Regions from separate parts of the Sus scrofa genome. Here region 1 is linked to region 2. The links are chromatin contacts, called in public targeted proximity ligation maps. All regions are on one chromosome and are shown on one strand. The core of a region is the stretch at or near the end of the contact, and the rest is flanking DNA. Distances in the headings are between cores, read along the strand shown.

Region 1 (6,846 bases), core at 2,148-4,647, 130 kb after region 2:
CTCCGTCCAGGTCGGTTGCTGCGGAAAGGCTGGCAGGTCCGTGTCAATAAGTGGTTACAGCCCAGCCCAGACGTGCGGCACAGTTGTGTTTGTTTTAATCCTCAGCCTCGGGTTTAATTAAAGTTGCAGTGACCTGGTAGGTTCACCCTCCCAACTCTGGCTTCCCGTTAGGTTAATTTTCGTCCCTGGCTTTGCTGGGTCTTCCTGCCTAGGGGCGGAACCGTTGCTCGGGATCTGTCAGGCGCCGGAGCCTTTGAACCGTCTGAGACGGCAAGGATGAGAGACAGCAAAAGGCAGACATCAGCCCTGAGGGGTCAGGGTTCCAAGGGCCGCCTGGGGATTCAGCAGAGGCTGCAGGGGTGGGGTAAGGGCGCTCCTGGCTTCCTCTGAGGCCCAGCCCCAGGGTCTCCCTGGGTGGGTGAGAGTGTGTGCTTTTATAGGAGAATCAGCGGGTTACAAACAATCTGAGCCCAGTTATTTTCTCAGAAAGAGGACAGAAACCCCTCTTCTGTGTTAATTAGTTAGACCGCCAGGCTCAGTTCACTTCCAGTGACTTTATGGTATTTTAATGAGCCCCCAGCATTTCTGGGGGAGTGGCGGCAGGGCCTGCTTTCCTTCCAGACCTAAAGTCATCCGAGAACTATTTAACCCTTTGCTCTGTGCTGCTCCCACCTCAGCTTCTCAGTGGAAGCTGCCCCAGGAGTGTTGGGTCACCAAGTGCCCAGTGAGTGTCCACCTGCCACTCAGGGGCTGGTTAACCTTTTTGGGTGAACAAGGTGGAATTTGAGCATTTTTCCTCACATCTGAGTATGATCCTGCGACCTCACAGGTAAAGGGACAGGCCCAGAAACATGTACTCACTTGTCCGAAGGCCCCCAGAGAGCCAGCCCCGGAAACCAGACCCCCGATTCCTGTCCTGGTGCCCATCCTCCTCTGTGGCTGGTGTTCGGCAGGATGTTCCTGCCTGGCCGGTGGCTTGGGGTCCTCTCGCCTCCCTCCGCATTCTCCCCGCCTTACCTGTGGCTCCCGTGGACCCGTCGGCCCTCCAAGGTCTCTGGGAGGAAAGGTCGCCGCGTTGAGGAGGCGCTGGAAATGCTTTGAGGGCCCAGTAAACCGTGACTTCGAGCAGACTCACCAGGACAGGCTGCCGAGGAAGCCGCAGATGTGATGACTCCACTTAGGCAGGAATGTGCCAGCCAGGAGGCTCGGGCCCTGCCAGAGGGCCCTGCCAGCAGCGGCACACAAAGGCCCCGCTGTGTGCGGGGAGGTCCAGAGCCGCCCAGCGCCTGTGCCCCCGAGGCGGTGGCTCGCCCCGAGGGCTGCGCTTTATCACCCCTGCCAGCCGAGTGCTGGCCCAGCTGGAAGTCGCCCTGCGGGGGTGGGGGCCTGGGAGGCAGGCAGGCCCCCTCGGGCAGGAGAGTGAGCGCCCAGGGCACGGGGGCCCACCCAGCTTGAGGGCTGCTGGACAAGCGATGCCGCGCTTCTGGAGCCAGTCAACAGGAGGAGGCCGTGCCGGGCCTCTCTCGGCCTTACCTGGAGGGAGAAGCTTGCCTTGTGAGCTACAAGGGGGTGGAAGACAGCATGGGGTTTGGACCAGCCAGAGTCTGGCTCTTTCCTGTCCTGACCGACCGTGTCCACTTGGGGCCTTCATTTTCTCATCTGCCTTTTGACTTGATACACGTACCTGGCGGGGTCATTGGAAGGACCAGACAAGGTGCTGTGTGTACGGTGCTGGCCTCAGGTGCCTCTGGAAGGTAGCGGGGGGAGCCTGGAGATGCGGTGTCTTGGGTGAACCGTCCCTGCCTTCCCTGCGGCTGCACGTGGCATTTCCCTTCCACCTGTGCTCCCTCTTGCTGGATGAAGGTGGTAACCAAATACCCCCTCCGAGGCTGCTTCATCTCCTTGGTGAGCTCCCTCCCAGAGTCCAGGCTCAGGGGACCAGCACACATAGGTAGTGGCTTGCCGAAGCTGCCTTCCCTGCAGTGACCGTGTGACACATAGGCGTGCGCTGGCAGAGGTGACCTCCAGCTTGTCTGATCTGGTCCATGGGCCGGAGCTGGCAGCGCGAGGCCTTGGGGTCCCTGTGGGCTCGGGGGCTTCCCAAGAATGTCTGCACCTCAGAGGTGGAGTCATCCTCAGTCGAAGTACCGGTGGGTCCCCAGCGTGCGCTATGACAGGCGGCCCTGGCCCCTCTGCCCGAACACGGAGGGCCAGGCAAGGAGACTGCTCGGTCAGCACCCCCCCACCCCAGGAGGAAAGTGGGGCCCTGGCAGGATGCTGCTTAATTACAACTGTGGTCACGCCTGTCAGTCTCACTTCTATAAAATGTTCTTTCTAGAAGAGGAATCTGTGGTTGATGGGTCCTTTTCAAGGATTCAGCTTTTGGCTTCTTTGTTTTGCTTTTAATCCAACCCAATCAGCCTGCTCTGCTTTGCTCTGAGCTCGCAGAGGTGGGAGAGAAGAAAGATGTGCCCTCTTGGAACCTGAAACTTTGGCGGCGGGGGGGTGGGTGGGGGGCTCGAAAACTGGGCCCAGGATCTCTGTTACTGCACACACACCACCAAACAGACGACGCAAACCCACCTGCAGAGTCTCTAAAGGCTGAGCTGCTTGTGCTTTTCACCTCCCTGGACGCTACCTCCCAGCTTGTTTTTCCTGTTTTCTCAAGTTCTGGCCTTGAGACTCCCGAAGAGCGTGTCCTGGTCTGTCAGGGCTGAACGTTGATGCCTTTGGGGAAAAGGGTTGCTTTCCTTCCCCTGCCTGATTGCTGGAATTAAGCTATCAGAAGCGAGCAAAACAAATTCCCTAAAATTGAAGAGAGAGAGCTGAGAGTCTACAGCCGTGAAAGTCGGAAAAACCGAAGTGGCTCCTGTGGAGTTCCTTTAGTTCTGACCGAGGCCCATGGCCCAGTGTTGACCTTTGTAATAAACTCTGAGGACCCAGCTGTTCTTCTGGCAAACAGACTCTGCTGTTGGGGCTTGGGGGTGCCTTTTCCAACTGGACTTTGTGACTCTTTTTTTTTTTTTTTTTGCCCTATAGGGCCACACTCACGGTATATGGAGGTTCCCAGCCTAGGGGTCCAGTCGGAGCTGTAGCCGCTGGCCTACACCAGAGCCACGGCGACACGAGATCTGAGCCGCGTCTGCAACCTACACCACAGCTCACAGCAACGCCGGATTCTTAACTCACTGAGCGAAGCCAGGGATCGAACCCGCAACCTCATGGTTCCTGGTTGGATTCGTCAACCACTGCGCCACGACGGGAACTCCCAGGACTTTGTGACTCTTCATGAAGAGCTGGGCTCTCCAACATGAGCTGGACCTCAAAACACAGTAGGGCAGAGCCTAAGCTGAAAGCCAGGGACAGACGCCAAGGTCCAAGAGCAAATCCTGGCTTAGCAGTCACCAGCAGCCCTCTTATTTCATGTGATTGCCCTTCTCGAGGCGACCAGAGCCACTGGCTTCTGCAGAGAACATCTGCCCGTCCACCTGCTAGCACTGGTGTTCCGGGTTCTCGGAGTTTGGCTGAGCCCATCCACGGCACATCCCCAGAGCCCTCTGTGCTCCTTGGAGGGCTGTTTGTACTCTGATTTGGAGCCGAGTTTGTCATGAGCTTTGCATGCCGGTGTCCATCTCAGTCCCTGTCTGTGTCCCATCGTCCTTGAGCCTGTCCTTCCCCGAGAGCCCAGCCCTCTGCAGAGCTGTGGCCCGGGGCTTAGTGCTCTCACATCGGGACTCAGCCCTGGCCTCCTCCTGCCTGGCTTTCTTCTCCCCCAGGGGCTTGTTTCAGAGCAGGGCAAAACTGGCCTCAGGGGTCATCAGGACCCTCCACTGTCTACACGCGCATGTGGTTTTGAATCTCCCTCCATCCTGCCAGACCCACGAGGGCTGCCTCAGCAACCCACGTGGAGAAGCTCTTGCTCCTGTCCACGCCCACGGGGAAGGTGGATGAACAGCCAGCATTGGTTTGGGCAGGTTTGCCTGAGTGCTGGGGGTGGAGAGGGGCCTCGCTTGCCCTGTTACACAATGAGGGAGCAGTCTCTTGGGCTTCTTTCTAATTGTCAGGGGTGCTGCTGGGGGAATGCTGCCTCCCGTAACGGGGGGCTTGGGCCTCCTCTGCCAGGTTCGGACAAGGGGCTTTACCTGGGGGAGTGTGTGGGTGGAGGCACAGGGTGGGGCCAGTGGCTTCTGGCGTGGAGAGCTGCTGATGGAGCGTCTGCTCGGTCTGGGCCCACCTTTGTGCCTGGAGAGAACACTGCTGATGACCAGGCCATGTGCTTTCTCCCTGCTGGCTGCCTGCAGGGCAGGCAGGCAGACAGGTCGGCCGCTGTAACACGAGGCCAGCATCCGCCTGTGGCCTCTGCTAGTGGGCAGCATTATTTTGCACCTGCTTTTACTCACCTCTCCGTCTGCTTCCCTGGCACTTGGAACCCTAGCTCGTGAGTTGGGCTGGCTTTGGAGAAAGTAGCAGGCAGCTTGCAAGGCCCATGCAACAATTCATGAGTGGGGACGGCCCTTTCCGTGCAGCGCAGAGGCGAGACGGCTGATGGCACTGAGTGCCCTACCCTGTGTGGACCCCGTGGGGAGGACCTAGGCGTCTAGAGGCCTGAATGTGTGGCCTAGCTTACATGACTTTGACCAAGTCGTTTCTTGGGACTGGGGGTCCTGCGCTCTGGATGCCGGTGATTGGGCCACATGTTTTCTAGAGCCTTCCCAGCTCCCAGATTCTGAGCTCAGACCCACAAGTCTCTCCCATGGGTTCTACACTTGCTGAAGCGCTTTGCATTTTGGCCCGTGGAGACCGTGGTGCCGTCCCCGAGAGGGTTTCGGGAGAGGTGACTCTGCCGTCCAGGCGTCTGTCCCAGCAGTTTGAACGGAGCAGGCGCTGTGCAGCCAGGGGTCTGCTGTGCAGTTTCTGTGAAAGACGGTCCCCTGGGTGGTGGGAAGACTCCAGCCTGTTTGTCCTGGGTTACGCTGTCCCTGTCACCCCACGCAGGCGTGTCGTCCAGCCTGAAAGTGCCCTTTGCTTTCATTTTCTCCTGGCTCACATCCATGACTCGGTCAGTGCTCAGGCAACCTGGGTGACCTGCATGCAGATGGGTCCCATGGGCAGGGCTCTCTTGCAGGTGGCCCCAGAGCAGCCCCGCCGGAAGCCCGCCAGGCCTTCTCCCAGCGAGCTCCCGGTGAGTCAGTCCCGGGCGGCGGTCGTTGGTGAACCAGGCTTGTTCCCTTCCTTCTGTACTTCCTGTCGGGGCTGATGTCACATCGCAGCGGCGGCGTGAGCCTCGTGGCCTTTTATGGACAAGAATCGGCAGCTCCTCTCACAGAGGAAGTGAGCAAGAAGGCCCCTAGTGCCAGCCTCTACCTGGGCCGAAACACCTGCGGTCAGGGCTCCCCTCTGCCCACCTGCGCTGCCGGGGCTTCCAGGCTGACATTGGTTCTGAAAGGCCTGGAGCATTTGGGGCTTAAAATAAAATCAGGGTGGGGGGGTTTGGCCTCAGTGCTGAATATGTAATTTAAAACCTTTCTCATTGTTGATCTGAGGAGGCCCCACAGCGGGAGAGCTGGCAAGGGCTCGGGTCGTTGAGGACAGTTTCTGAGCACCTGCACTGTATGCCTCAGGCTTCAGTTCTCGGGGGGGGGGGGGGGAGCCCCCCGCCCCCTTCCCCAGAGGCCAGGGGGCCAGGCATCCGGAGGGGACCTGCAAAGTGGGGGCCCTGGTACCCAGGGCTCTGGAGCACGTAGCCAGTGGCTTTCTTCTCTCTGCAGCAGCTTAGACACGTGGGCTGCTGGCTGTAAAGTGTGCCCCTTGGAACCTTGGCTCCCCTGCCCTGGCAGCTCTGGTTTTTAATCTCCTGCTGTTCCTGTTGGGGATTCAGGAAGATTTTATCTGAGGAAGGGCTGCTGCTGCTTTTAAAAGAGTTGAAAACCTCTGCAGAGATTTGTAACCCTGTCTTTTTTTTTTTTTTTTTTTTTTTTTTTTGTCTTTTGTCTTTTTTGTTGTTGTTGTTGTTGTTGTTGTTGTTGCTATTTCTTGGGCTGCTCCCGCGGCATATGGAGGTTCCCAGGCTAGGGGTTGAATCGGAGCTATAGCCACCAGCCTACACCAGAGCCACAGCAACGCGGGATCCGAGCCGCGTCTGCAACCTACACCACAGCTCACGGCAACGCCAGATCGTTAACCCACTGAGCAAGGCCAGGGATCGAACCCGCAACCTCATGGTTCCTAGTCGGATTCGTTAACCACTGCGCCACGACGGGAACTCCTGTAACCCTGTCTTTTCTTGTAACCCTGTCTCGTTCGCCATCCCGGCTGCGTCAGGACCAGGGCAGGAGGGAGGAGTCAGGTGGGGCGCCTGTTCCCCAGAGCAGGGTGGTCTCTGGTGGACGCACGCCCTTGCTTCTGGGCTGTTGGGTTCCTGTCGGCCTGTCTGTCTCCTCCAGTTTGGAGGAAGAAAGGGTATGTGCAAATAAGCCTTCAGTCCATCTAGGTCCAAATCAGGACTCAGGCAAACAGTGGAGTGGCCTGGACTCTCGAGGGTCCCTGTCCTGTGAGCACCGTGAGGGAAGGGCTTCTGGAGGGAGTGTTTGGGAGGGTCCCGCTGGGATGCACCAGGGCTATGACATAGTAAACTGAGTCAGGCGGAGAGCAGGCTGGCTGCTGTCAACTCCATCCACTCCTCTACCCAGAGGAGATGCTTCTCGGCTCGTGCAGAACAGGGGCGGTGCCTGCCTCATCCACCTCCTAAGATAACAGACCCAAACCTGCTTTAAGACCTGCAAAGACAGACTCTGGGGGCCTCCGTATCATTCATGGCGGGCAGGTGGATTTGAGGCAAGAGGTAAA
Region 2 (6,498 bases), core at 1,431-3,930:
CCCTTTACACACGAGACCCCCTCCAAGGTTGGGGACCTTGTCCAAGATCACAAAGCCCTCGGGCACCAGGCTGGCCCCTGCCCCTGCACTCCCCCCATCCGCTCGTAAAGGTGGTGTATGCGCCCCATCCCACAACCAGCTGCCAGGCAGCTCACGTTACTGAAGAGGTTCTGAGGCAGAGGTACCTGGCAGGTAAGGGCTGGGGCCAGAATTCAGAACCGGGCACCCTGACTCCTGATCCTGGGCCCTCTCCAACTGTCCCCCACTGCCACTCCTAAAAAGGTGCCCTTTGCCAACACTTGTATGTGCATGACCTCATTTAATTCCTCTCTTGTGAGGCAAGTATTATTTCCCTATTACAAGTGAAGGAACCGGTTTGAGGAAATTGACTTGCCCAAGGTCACATCTGAAAGGCGATAATGCCCGATTTGAATCCAGGCGGGGGTCTGGCTGTTTCCCCCCACCCCAGGTAGGTGTGGAGAAGGGCTGGCAAAGGCGTCGGGCAGAGGCAGGGCCTCTGCACAGCCCGGAGCTCCCTTTCCTTAAAAGGTGTGCTGCAGAGTGAGGTGAGCTGGTGCCTCCGCTGCTCCAGGTTGGCAGTCTCTGCCCAGAGGCTGTTCGTGGCATGAGTCACTGGCGGTGATCCTCTGGGTGATCCCGTTTGACTAATTCCATGGCGCTGATCTCACTGGGACGCAGCTGGCTCTGCATCGTTGGCCCCGCTGTTGCCCTCTGGGTGCCTCAGGCTCCTGGCCGTGGAAGAGGGGTTGGCAGAGCAGCTGCAGGGCCTGGCAGTTCTGCTGGGGGTCAGGGGAGCATCTCCATCCCCCCTGAAGCACAGATACCTGCCAAGAGCCCAGGAAAGGGGACATAGCCATGGGCTCCCCCTAGTCCCCAAGATGTCTGGGGTGTGACCTCTGTACATGTACTGTCTTGATACCAACTTCATCCCGGTGACCTGGAGGCAGGAGGTGAAAATGGAAGCTTAAATTTGTAGTGCTGGCTCGTCTAATCACGTCTGTCCTGTGGTCCCCACCAGCCCCCTGCCGGCACTTCTTCCCATTTCACAGATGACACAGCACAGAGTGACGTCAGCAGAGTGGCCGAGGCACCGTCCCAGATGCTCAGCGCTGAAGCGCCTTAGCAGGTCTTAGAGGCATTTGGATGGATGGCTGGTGGTCGCTCGTGTAGGTTCCTTCTGAACAAACACAGGAGAGAAAGTGACGGCACCCTCAAGGGTCTTATGCTCGGAGGCAGCAAAGGACAGCAGGTCGCTCTGAGCAGATGTCAGAGTGCGAGGGTATCATCCAGACCCTCAGAAGGGCACAGGGAGGGGTGGCTTCCCCAGGTCACAGTGTGTTTGTGGTGGGGACCTGAAGCCGAGTGCCTGACTTCAGCCAACCCTAAATGAAAGCGAGTCACGGCCTTTGCTTCCCTGGGCTCCAGGAGCAGAGAGTGAGGAGGGCGGCCGGGACTCTGAGAAGGGCTGTGTCCGGGGCCAGGACCTGCGGGTCAGAGGGATATTGTTGAGGCTGTGCCCGTGCCCTTCCCAGCAGGCCCTGCCCAGGGCAGGGGGCACGGGGCCAGGTCAGCCCCTACCCCAGACGCCTGAGGAAAGCTTCTCTGGAAAGTGAAGGTAATTTGGCCGGGCTGCCGGAAGCCCCTAATGTGCGGGCCCTGGGCTGGGAGGGCCCAGAGAACAATGTCAGAGGCCGGCAGGACGCTGCGGACAAGCCCGGCTTCCAGGCATGCTGCCGCAGTTCCTCTCTGCTGCCTGGAACACCGGCTGCAGGCGTGACCCTGAACCCCGTTCTCCAGGCGGCTTCTATGGCTCTGCCGGAAATCTGGGCCACGGATTGTTCCAAGGAGCCTCCCCTCTCCTGCCTTTTGGAAGCTGGGGGTGACCACCAGCCGCTCCACAATGGTGCAAGGAGGACAAGAAGAATCAGAGCTGAGTTCAGGGCGGGAGCTGGCCACCCACCACTAGCGGTGTGGCCCTGGGCACGTTTCCTCGCCGTCCTGAGGCTCAATTGTCACATCAGCCAGATGGGGATGATGCGGGCTCGCATTCACCGAGTGCTTGTTACGTGTGCCGTCTCGCTGCGCCCTCCCAACAACCCCAGGTGGTAGGGTCTACCATTATGGCCATTTTACAGAGGAGGAAACTGAGGCCCAGAGAGCGTAAGTCATGCGGCACCAACAGGCTGTCGAAACTCAGATCTGAACTCAGAGGTGTTCGATTCCAAAGGCTCTGTGTTCTTACCCATGAATAATACCGCGTTCTCTTTGGGGCAAACTTTTTCACCATTTTGAGCAGTTGCACCATCTGCAAACTGAGGCTAATAACCATCACCAGGGAAAGACGCCGTCAAGTAAACATGCTGGTACCCAGCAGGAGCTCAAGAAATGTCCGTGGCTTTGCTTCCCCCCTCCCCAGCTCTCCCCCCTCCCACTACATCTTAAACAGGAAACACAGGGCTTCCCGAGATAAGGACCCCAGCACCTCACCATGGGAGGGGCCCGTCATTGTGCCAGGTGGGGAGCCTGACATGTGCCTCTGTGTCCTGACTCTGACCCCTGCCGCCACCCTGTCCTGCTCCAGAGCTAGCTCAGTGGGGCCAGTGGCAGCCCCGGGGAGCCAGGGGGGGTGACCTCACCCTTGAGGAATGCCCACTGGAATCCACCCTGAGTCTGCTCCTCTGTTCCCCGTGCCTCCCGGTCACGTCTGACGGGCTTCTCACCACGCCTCTAAGCCAGCCAGCCGCACACAGCCACTGATGGGGGACCTTTCCTGAGCCCCGCCGCTGCCGCCGCCACCACTGCACAGCTGCTAATGGTTGCCTCGGGGTGAGCTGGGTCCCCACCTTCAGCCAGCTTCCTGGGGGACCACAGGCATGTAGCTGTCTGCCTCCGGTCTGCTGCCTGCCTCAGCCTCCAGCAAGAAGGCCGTCTGGCATTGATCCCTTTGTGTCCCCCACTGCCAGGTGCGCCCCCCCCATCTCCGCCTCCCAGCCCCCACCTGAGGTAGCGATTACTGTTTCCACTTCATGGATGAGGAAACTGAGGCCCAGAGAGGTGGTGTGATGTGACCAGAACACAAGACACCCTAGGAAATGAGGGTGAGGTGGCCCGACTCAACCCCTAATCCTGCCCCTTTGCTGCCACCTCAGGGCATATGGAATCAATCCGTGTCAGAGCTGCGACCTATATCACAGCCACAGCAACACTAGATCCTTAACCCACTGCACAGGGCAGGGGACTGAACTAGTGTCTCCACTGAGACCGGCTGGATCACTAACCCACTGCGCCATGGCGGGAACCCCTGGGCCTCTCTCTTTTATCTGCCTCCCCCACCCTGACCCTGGGCAGTGGGTAGAAGCGTCTTTTGCTTAAGATCTATTCCTAGGAGTTCCTGTTGTGGAGCAGTGGTTAACGAATCCAACTAGAAACCATGAGGTTGCTGGTTTGATCCCTGGCCTCACTCAGTGGGTTAAGAATCTGGGATTGCCATGAGCTGTGGTGTAGATGTGGCTCGGATCCTGCATTGCTGTGGCTGTGGTGTACGCTAGCAGCTATATCTCTGACTCGAGCCCTAGCCTGGGAACCTCCATATGCTGCAAGTGTGGCCCTAAAAAAAAAATTTTTTTTTAAAAGATCTTTTCCTAGCGTTCCCGTCATGGCTCAGTGGAAACGAATCTGACTAGTATCTATGAGAATGCAGGTTCAATCCCTGGCCCTGCTCAGTGGGTTAAGGATCTGGCATTTTGTTAGCTGTGGTATAGGTCGCAGATGCAGCTAGGATCCCGTGCCCTTGTTGGTGTGGCTGTGCAGTGGTGTAGGCAGGCAGCTACAGCTCCAATTTGACCCCTAGCCTGGGAACTTCTATATGCCTTGGGTGCAGCCCTAAAAAAGCAAAAACAAAAAAATCTCTTCCTAAGTCTGGAATATTCTCTCCACCCCCCACATGGTGGCCTCACTCCCTAACCTTGGCCAGCTGGTGCCTGTGGGTGCCCCCCTGGGCTGCTTGGTGCTGGGGATTAGGAGTCAAAGCAGAGGAGGGCCCAGCCCCTGCCCTCAAAAGCTTACAGTGAGCACACTGTTGTTACAATCTAAAGTCTAAATGTCACACTAGGTACAAGTAACATTTATCATCATGCTGCTAAAGCACAGAATGAGTTGAAGCCCTGAAAAGGAGCAAACCTGCAGGGCTGTCAGGTAAAGCATAGAGAGGAGGTGATGGGAGTTCCTGTTGTGGCTCAGCGGGTTAAGAACCCAACTAGTATCCATGACATTTTGGGTTTGCTCCCTGGCCTTGCTCAGTGGGTTAAGGATCCAGCACTGCCGTGGCTGTGGTGTAGATTGCAGACGAAGCTCGGATCTGTCGTTGCTGCAGCTGTGGTGTAGGCTGGCGGCTATAGCTCTCATTTGACCCCTAGCCTGGGAACTTCCATATGCCATGGGCATGGCCCTAGAAAGAAAAAGAAAAAAAGCGATGTTTAAGAAGGGTTTTGTTGAAGCGCCCCCTGTGGTGCAACATGATCAGCAGTGTCTCTGGAACCCTGGTACACGGGTTCGATCCCTGGGCTGGCACAATGGCTTAAGGATCTGGTGTTGCCACACCTACAGTGTAGGTCACAACTGTGGCTCGGATCTGAACCCTGGCCCAGGAACTCCAAATGCCATGGTGTGGCCAAAAAAAAAAAAAAAAAATTTAAAGTGTGGTTTTGTTTAGAAGAATTGAATAGGGGTTAGTCAGAAAGGCAAAGAGTGGAAGAGCATTCCAGGCAGAGGGAACAGCATGTGCAAAGACACAGAGGTGGTCCATTTTAACATAATCACCTCTGTAAAGGCCCCATCTTCAAACACAGACACATTCTGAGCTTCTGGAGTTTAGGGCTTCAGCAAATGAATTGGGAAGACACAACTCAACCCATAAGAGCCTGTTACACAGTTTAATAGCCATCACTGGGAGTTTCCATTTTGGTGCAGTGGAAATGAACCCAACTAGCATCCATGAGGATGCAGATTCGATCCCTGGCCTTGTTCAGTGGGTCGGTGATGCAGTGTTGCCCTGAGCTGTGGTGTAGATCACAGACACAGCTCAGATCCCATGTTGCTGTGGCGGTGGTGTTGGCTGGCAGGTGTGGCTCCAATTAGACCCCTAGCCTGGGAACCTCCATATATCGAAGGTGTGGCCCTGAAAAAAAGGAAAAAAGCAAAATAGTAGCAACTAACATAACATACGGAGGTTCCAGACGCTATTCTAAATGGTCCGTATATTTACACGTTTGGTGCTCATATAAGCCTTGGAGGTAGGTCCTGTTATGAGCTCTAGCTTATGGATGAAGAAACTGAGGCACAGAGGGATTTAGTTACAGCTTCAGGTCACACAGCTGGGAAGGGGCAGAGCCAGGATGGAAACCAGGCAGCCTGACCCTGGGGTCCCTGCTCTTGACCGCTGTAGCCTTCCCACCACCCCATGGCAGCGGTTCTCTGCACTCCCAGGACCACCCTGTAGCGTATCCCAGACCAGAGGACGCCACTCAGCTATGGTCACACCCTTAACCACTGTCCAATATTTAGGTATTTTTCAGTTAATTTTTTTGTTCATTATAAATGAGGTCAGAATGAACATGTTTCGACGCAAAGCTTATGTTTTTTCTTTTGGATTTTATAAATGTGGGATTCCCAGGTCAAAGGGAGCCTATTGCTGTGGCCAACAGCCTGCTGAAGGAGTGTCCCCAGGCCTGAAACCTGAGCTGGAGCCCAGCACCTGCGCCTCCCACCTGCTGCTTTACTTTGGGGGAGGGGAGGCCCAGCAGCAGGAATGTCATCAGACCTGCCCCACCTCCAGCCACCCTTTTGTCCCTGCCACCTTTGCCTTAGAAAGTTCCGGGCCCCAAATTGTGGCATTTCTGAAAGGTCCCTAGTCCAAAGCAACCATTCATATTCACATAAGGATCTGGTGACGGTCATGGGTCTGGGGTGGGACCTGGGAACGTGCTTTTTGGGGGTTGGGGGGCTGCGCCCATGGCATGGGATATTGCCAGGCCAGGGACTGAACCAGCACCACAGCGGTGACCCAAGCTGCTGCAGTGACAGTGTTGGGTCCTTAGCCCACTGCACCGCAAGGGAACCCCTGGGAATGTGCCTCTTTACAGCCCTAGTGATTCCGAGGCAGGGGCTCATGGACTAGACTTTGAGAAAACGCAGCTCCCAAGCTCACCGCCCTCTCTAAGGCTCTCCTCGTTCTCCTCTTCCTTGAGCTGCCCTTCCAGGTCCGCACCCCTCCCACGGGGCCAGGCACAAAAGAGGACTCTGCCCTGTTGAATGAGTGAAGGAATGGATGAAGCGTGTAACCTTACCAAGGAGCTCTTCCGGGCCGTGACCTGGGCCGGGTCTGGTTCTCCTTCTTATCCCAGCCCCAGACCCATTACCAGGAACCCTCTCCCCTCACCTAGGAAGCCCAGCACCTCTGCCACCTGCTGTGTGACTTTG

Evidence for each region.
Region 1: a contact with region 2 is called in a targeted proximity ligation map of skeletal muscle. A contact is called at or near these places in 10 of 47 Hi-C or Micro-C datasets (alveolar macrophages, embryonic fibroblasts, fetal skeletal muscle and 6 more) and 2 of 2 datasets of targeted methods (alveolar macrophages and skeletal muscle).

The regions. Positions count from the first base shown.
Region 1 is chr5:11,406,679-11,413,524 of Sscrofa11.1, forward strand. The region is part of intron 3 of MYH9 (myosin-9); the gene reads left to right. Among named protein-coding and RNA genes, the nearest start is that of MYH9, 44 kb to the left of the region's middle.
Region 2 is chr5:11,278,706-11,285,203 of Sscrofa11.1, forward strand. It overlaps a transcript of TXN2 not described here. Among named protein-coding and RNA genes, the nearest start is that of TXN2, 17 kb to the left of the region's middle.